Linked DNA regions of Zea mays: region 1 is linked to region 2. Evidence: chromatin contacts called from public Hi-C data. All regions are on one chromosome and are shown on one strand. Each heading gives the region's core, a stretch centred on a gene start, on an enhancer-like site or on the middle of the called end of the contact. The rest is flanking DNA. Distances are from core to core; before and after follow the strand shown.

Evidence for each region. Hi-C and Micro-C count contacts between places; a contact is called where the count stands out from the background.
Region 1: a Hi-C map of endosperm shows a contact between it and region 2, with 5 times the contacts expected there. The contact joins the promoter of LOC100502277 here to the promoter of LOC118472054 in region 2. A contact is called at or near these places in 3 of 25 Hi-C or Micro-C datasets (bundle sheath, endosperm and leaf).

What each region holds. Positions count from the first base shown.
Region 1 is chr5:127,261,887-127,265,009 of Zm-B73-REFERENCE-NAM-5.0, reverse strand. It overlaps LOC100502277, which reads left to right and starts at 1,450. Exons shown (of 1, transcript NM_001196754.1): 1 at 1,450-2,757. The coding sequence starts at 1,628. The coding sequence ends at 2,134.
Region 2 is chr5:127,121,463-127,124,648 of Zm-B73-REFERENCE-NAM-5.0, reverse strand. It overlaps LOC118472054 (OVARIAN TUMOR DOMAIN-containing deubiquitinating enzyme 12-like), which reads left to right and starts at 1,809. Exons shown (of 7, transcript XR_004849553.1): 1 at 1,809-2,151.

The DNA.
Region 1 (3,123 bases), core at 201-2,700, 140 kb before region 2:
GTCTAGATTTGAACTAGCGTGGGCCGTTGATCTCAGGATGATCGGACGGGATTAGATGTTGTGTAATGTTTTGACCAAGACGATTTCAGCCGTAGATTCGAGATCCAGTGATGAATGTTAAATCCTCGACTCATTAAATCCTTGCCATCGGATCTAGATCGGGCGACTTTGGGCGCGTACCGGTTTGGCCGAGATCCGATCTAATCCGTGCCCTCGGCTGGTGATCCAACGGCCAGAATCCTACGATACCCCTTCGCGGGACAAATTCGCATAAGAACCCTTATGTTTTTATAGAATAAAATTGTAACACCCCAGGTGTTACTATACGTTTAACAACGACTATGGACGTAAGTACGAGATATCGGAATAATATCCTGAGACACTCGCCTTTGTTTGGAACAGCCTTATGTTATCGCTGATATGGATAGGAGTTACATGCTTCTCTACTCTTAAAAGTATTTCACTCCGAATCTCAGGACGAGATTCTTTCAAGGGGGAGGGTTGTAACACCCCAGGTGTTACTATACGTTTAACAACGACTATGGACGTAAGTACGAGATATCAGTAAGAATAATAGTCTCTATATCCTAATTATATTCGCCTACCAGTATTCTGGTATCACTTCATCTATGTCTATCGGGACTGTCCAAAATATTTCACGAAATTCGGACTTTAGTAACCTTCATTCTGGTGTTGTTTAGACTGGTCGAGAGCGTGAATGCGATTTCAGAAATAGTTCGAGTTTATAATTTCGACCGCATTCATGTCCAAAAAATATAAGGCGTAGAGTTATTAATCGAATCGCTCTCTTGTCAAATGTTTGGATAGCGGTTAGCCGATTCACTTTCCTATTTAAAAATCTGAGATAATTAGAGTTGATATTGAGTATTCGTAAGTAATCTGTTCCACTGTCTACAACTATGGAAATTTATCTGATCCTGAAAATACCTACCAATTTTAGCATAGTCCAAAAATATTAAAATTGATATTGTTTGGATGGGTGTGTTTGTATATCGTTCGGATTCAAATTCCATATTTTTCACTTATTTGAGTATTATATTGTTAAAGTTTGGAGAAGAAAAATCTGAATTTTCTTATTTCTATGTATCCATCTCCAACTAATTCTCATTCTACTTAAACAATGACTCACAGAAAGTGTCTCTGGTATGTTCCTTGGAAAATCTCAAACCGCCATTTCTGTTTTGCCTCTATCCTGGACGTATGCTACTTCTACACGTTGCTTCCTCCTTAATCCTTATCCTCTCGCACAGCAGAAAAATCTTCAGCCGCTGCTCATGGTGTTGATTTTTTTTTCTGTTACGCGGTGTTGGTTTTTCCTGCGCGGTGCTTTACTCCCTGGATATTTTCAGCATCGTTCTTATCCCAGCGTGCGCACGCGGCCATTCTGTCTCTCGTGCTTATCTCTCTGCTCGCTCATCTCTCTGGTGTCCATCCCCAGCCCACCGAGCTCCCTCCATCTTGCTCCCCATGGCCGAGCGCCCTCCCGTCCTCCAACTCGCCAGCGCTTGGCTTCCTGCTTGCCAAGTCCATCTCCCTCCCTAGCGCTGTCCCACCTCCTGCTCCTCCACGGCGCTCAGTTCCAGCTCGCCGGCTGTGCAACTCGCCCATGGCGCCCATCTCTCTGGCCGCGACCTCCCTGCTCCTCCTTTCCCCAGCCGCGGTCTTCCCTGCTCTAGCCCAGCCGAGCTCGTCCCTGCGCGCGTGTTCTCCTGCGTCCAGCCGAGCGCGCGAAACTTCTCTGCTCACGGCACTCCCTGTCTGCTCGGCCATGGTGAAACCCTCCTTACCATGGATGCCGGAGTTCCTCTGCTCGTTCTCATGGCCGCCGTCGAGCTTCCGGCGCGCGCCCATCTCCTCTGCTCCCCCGCGCGCGTCCTGGGACTCTCCATCGCGCCGATCTGTGCCCGGCCGTGGCCGTCGAACTCGCCCAGCTCGGATTTTTGCTTGGTCGCCCGCCGTTTACCAGTACCGTGGTCTCGCTCGGACGCGTACTGTCAAGATTGTTCCTGCACGCACGCCCTGGTACCCCTGCTCGCTGTTGGGCCGACCGTCAGCAGCTTCCCGGCCTCCGTCGTGCTCAGCAGCGAGTAATTTATGTCGGAGCAGTTACTGAGACGCCCTCCTTTGCGTCGTGCTCGCCAGATCAAGCCTCGCGTCGTCGATTTGCGCAGTTCATGTTCGGCAATCGGTTTAGTCTCCGTCGAACTTCTATTTACCGTGACGCCGAGCTCCTTCAACACTGCCCCACTCCGTTGTCGTTATTCCGTCGCCTCACTTCGATGTCAGTTCCTTCATGACATCTCCTACTTGTGTTCGCGCCGACAAAAGGATCCTAAGAGAATGTGGAAAAACAAGCCCCAAGTTGATGCCTCAAATACTCGACGAAAAGCCTGAACTATAAATTATCGTGGTTCTTGCAGAGTTCGCGTCGAATTTAATTTTGGATGAGCTGATTTGCTACTACTATTATTTTGTTTTAATGAATAGATTGATAGATATGTAGGTTGCGATGATTTTTTTTATTTAGTATAGGTACGCTTAGTAATTATGGCTAGCTCCGTTGTTGTGTCCGTGTGCTGTTACGTGACAATATAATTGTTTTTAGAATAATGAAGTAGTTGAGTCAGAGATTGAGGTTTAAATTTTAGATGCATAATTATGCAAAATATAGAGGTAGACATGGATGCGATGTATGATCTAGTTAATGACGAGACAGATAAGTTTAATATTTTAATCAGCTAGCTAGCAGGAATTTGCAATGTATTTATTCCTATTTTAATTATTTGAGGGAGTCAATATTCTATATCAATAATATTCTATATCAATAATTAGTATAATCGGTCTATGTTTATGATCGGTAAATGTTGTAATCAATTAATGTGCTATACAAATGAATATGGAAAATAGTTTAGAAAACTAGTTAAGTTAGTTTTAAGTATGATTATGGTCGATTGTGGTTAGCATCGTCGACATGTATCTTATATATCTTAATTTACAAAATGGAAACATATGTCTAGTGTAATCGAATTGATCTGATGCTTGTGATTACTTGCGTTCAATGGTGAATTAATCACATTGTATAATGATCGTCAATTGGTAGGT
Region 2 (3,186 bases), core at 560-3,059:
TGTACAATGTAAACTTTGTTGTAAACTAGTAAAATTTTGTAATAAAAATTCTGCTGCAAATTATGGTGTGTGATTTGTGTTTACTTAATCTTGCGATCCTGGTTGTAAGTGGTTTATCCGGGGTCCCTGGGACACTCGAACAAATCCTGTTAAGTTGTTTGGTGCACATGCATAGCCGTCTGAGGTCTTTGAGACGAGGACAGGTGCATGTAGGTCCAATAACTTGGGATGTTCTGCCACAACGTGGTGGGCAATGGTCTGACGATATCGAGGCCCCAATACTGCAGTGGCCAGGTGTGGGTGATGGGTTTCGTAAATTGCAAGGGGGCACTCATTCGAGGTGAGAATTTTTGGCACGCCTCACACGAGCGGACCACTCTGTTGGCTGCACACACAATGGCTGGCCAGTAGAAACCTTGTCGCCTGACACTAGCGGTGAGGGACCTTGGTCCCGAGTGTGATCCTCATGTTCCTCTATGGATTTTGCGAAGGAGTTCTATGCCTTCGACTATTGTGATACATTTGAGCATGGGTTGGCTTATTCCCTTCTTGTATAGTTGTCCATCTATCACAGCGAAGCCACGACTTCTGTGTTTAAACCTTTTGGCTTCGCTTTGGTCTTCGGTCATTATCATATGTATGATTCTGCGGTCGTCGGGGTCTGGTGTTATCTGCAGGCCTTCAGGGTTTCTTACAGCTGGTGTGCCGATTGTGTGGAAGAACACGTCAGATGGTCGTGGGTCGCCTTTCGCTACTGCTTTTGCCAACATGTCGACCTCTTCATTCTTGTTCCGATCTATGTGCTGCAATGTTAATCGTTTGAATTGTTTTTCAAGGCTTCGCACGACCGAGAGATATTGCAACAGCACTGGTTCTTTGGCAGAGCAGTCCTTTTCGATTTGGCCGGCGACTATCTTGGAATCAGTTTTGACTATGCATGTTGTCACCCCTAGGTCTCGTAGCTTGTGGAATCTGAGGATGATGGCTTCGTATTCTGCTATATTGTTCGTGCATTTGTCTTATTCAAGTGTGAAACGAAGACGCGTGGCATGTCTGTATTTGATGTCTGTGCGAAGCCGGTGTGGCTCCATGTAATACCCAACTTTTATAAAGAGGTGGAGAGAATATTCCAATATGAATATGCTTGCATTGATGATCACATGTAAAATAAATGGAAATAAATCTTGCATAACATGCTGGTGTTTTGTATGAGGTGCATCTTAATAAGAAGCTAAGGATTAAAACCCTACTTAAATTCAAAATTCAAAAGAGGAGGAAATGGGAAAATTAAAATAAAAAAATTAGAAACAAAATTCAAAGTAAGTTAAATATCCCTTTCAATAATAATAGGAAGAAAGATAAATAATATTATTGCCACTAGCAGGATTAATATTCACAATATGATTATGTTTGATGCTTGGAAATCTGAGGTTTAAAACGATGACTTAGATTTGGTTTGAAATCTGGAATTAAGATAAAGGAGAATAGAATATAAAAATAAAAAGAAAAAAGAAAGAACGTCTAGTTGGGCCTAGGACTGCGCAAACGGCCCATTTGACCTCTCTACCGCGCGGCCCAGTTAACCGAAGTCAGGCGCCGCCAGGTGGGACCATCTCATCAGTCAGCTAGCCGTGCTCTGCATCTCGCGCGCGCCCGACGCAACTATCACTCTGTGCGGCTAGACACTGGGACCCACGCATCGCCTTGTCGTGTTCGCTGTCGTGTGGGACCGCCGTGTCGGGTCCGTCCCCTTCCAATTCGAGCGCTCGGGCGGGACCTGATCGCTGCCAGCTCAATACGACGGGATCTCGGGCAAGTTGTTGCCCAGCAGGCCTATATGAGTCTCCACGCACCACTATCTTCGCCATACCTCGTGCCACCGCCTCGCTGCAACCACCGAGATACCGGGCGACCGCAGAGGGCCATACGACGAGCGCCGCGAGAGGAACAGCGAGACACTGTCGTCTACAAGTGAGAAGGACCACCCTCTCTGCGCGGTGTGTGCATTGGGTAATCCCCGGAGTGCCCTGAGCGTGGACGTCACCGATTGTGGTGGAAAGCGGGACCGGGTCGGGTGGAATTCCTCGACGGAGTTGTCTCAGCGCCAAGCTGCCCCTTACGCCAACCAGATCCTTGCATCCCCCTCCACCGGTGAGAGCCCTTCTAGTACCTCGTTTTCATGCAAGCTAAGTATTGAATCGACGGGTAGGAAGGATTAGGTCATATAGGGTCGAGAATTTCTCGTCGTTGTTGAATGTCGCCGCAGCTCTATGTTTTGCCGAGGGATGTGCTGGTTGTGCCACCCCCAGGGGTACTTTGGCCACCACCATGATCGTGTTGTTCCTTGCATCACGAATAGTATATCGATTGGTGTGTAGCGCGTCGGGGCATGGATTGGCCGCGGGACTGCCGGGTCGTGGCGGGAGGACCACCGCCTAGCTCGGCCAGAGGTTGAAGACGGATGTGAGGTGTCCATACTCCATCTTGTGATCTGCGGCTAGGATTAGAGTCTTCGTACAGATTCAGTGAGATCAATCCGGTGCGTTGATCTAGGATTGGGAGGTCTTGGATCGGCCGAGCGATTTAAAATCCGGGCCGTTGAACGGTAATCCGGTGTCCAGGGCTGCGTACCAATTCAGACCCGATCTACGACCGTCATGGGCCAATACGACGAACAAGACGCATCCATACCCTTTCGCTGTGGTTAGTTTGCAAAAGAGTCCTTGATGAAATAGAAAAATGAACCCACCATCCTTCTCCAGTCGGAACACATTAAAACTGAGCCCATATTAATTGCACCTGGGTCCCCAGAATTTCTGGTATTTGTGCCCTCAGTCCAGTGCGATTGGAAATATTCAAAATAAATACAGAAAATGAGAATAAATCTACTAAACTTGTAAATTCCATATCTTCTTTGTGTTAGCTCCAAATTAATTCATTCCAGTTGCATTAAATTCATAGTGATATTGTCTACCATCTAGGAACCTTATTTTGTTATGAAACCTAAGTTGAAATTTATGCACTCATTTTATTTATTATTCAGCACTTAAGACTTCACAAATCATAACTCTTTAACCGTAACTCCGAATTTAGTGGTTCTCGAACCTTGTAAAGCCCAAAATTCGAATAAGAAAAAAATTATTAAAATAAATAAATAAAATAGTAAATTTAGATATCTCAAATTAA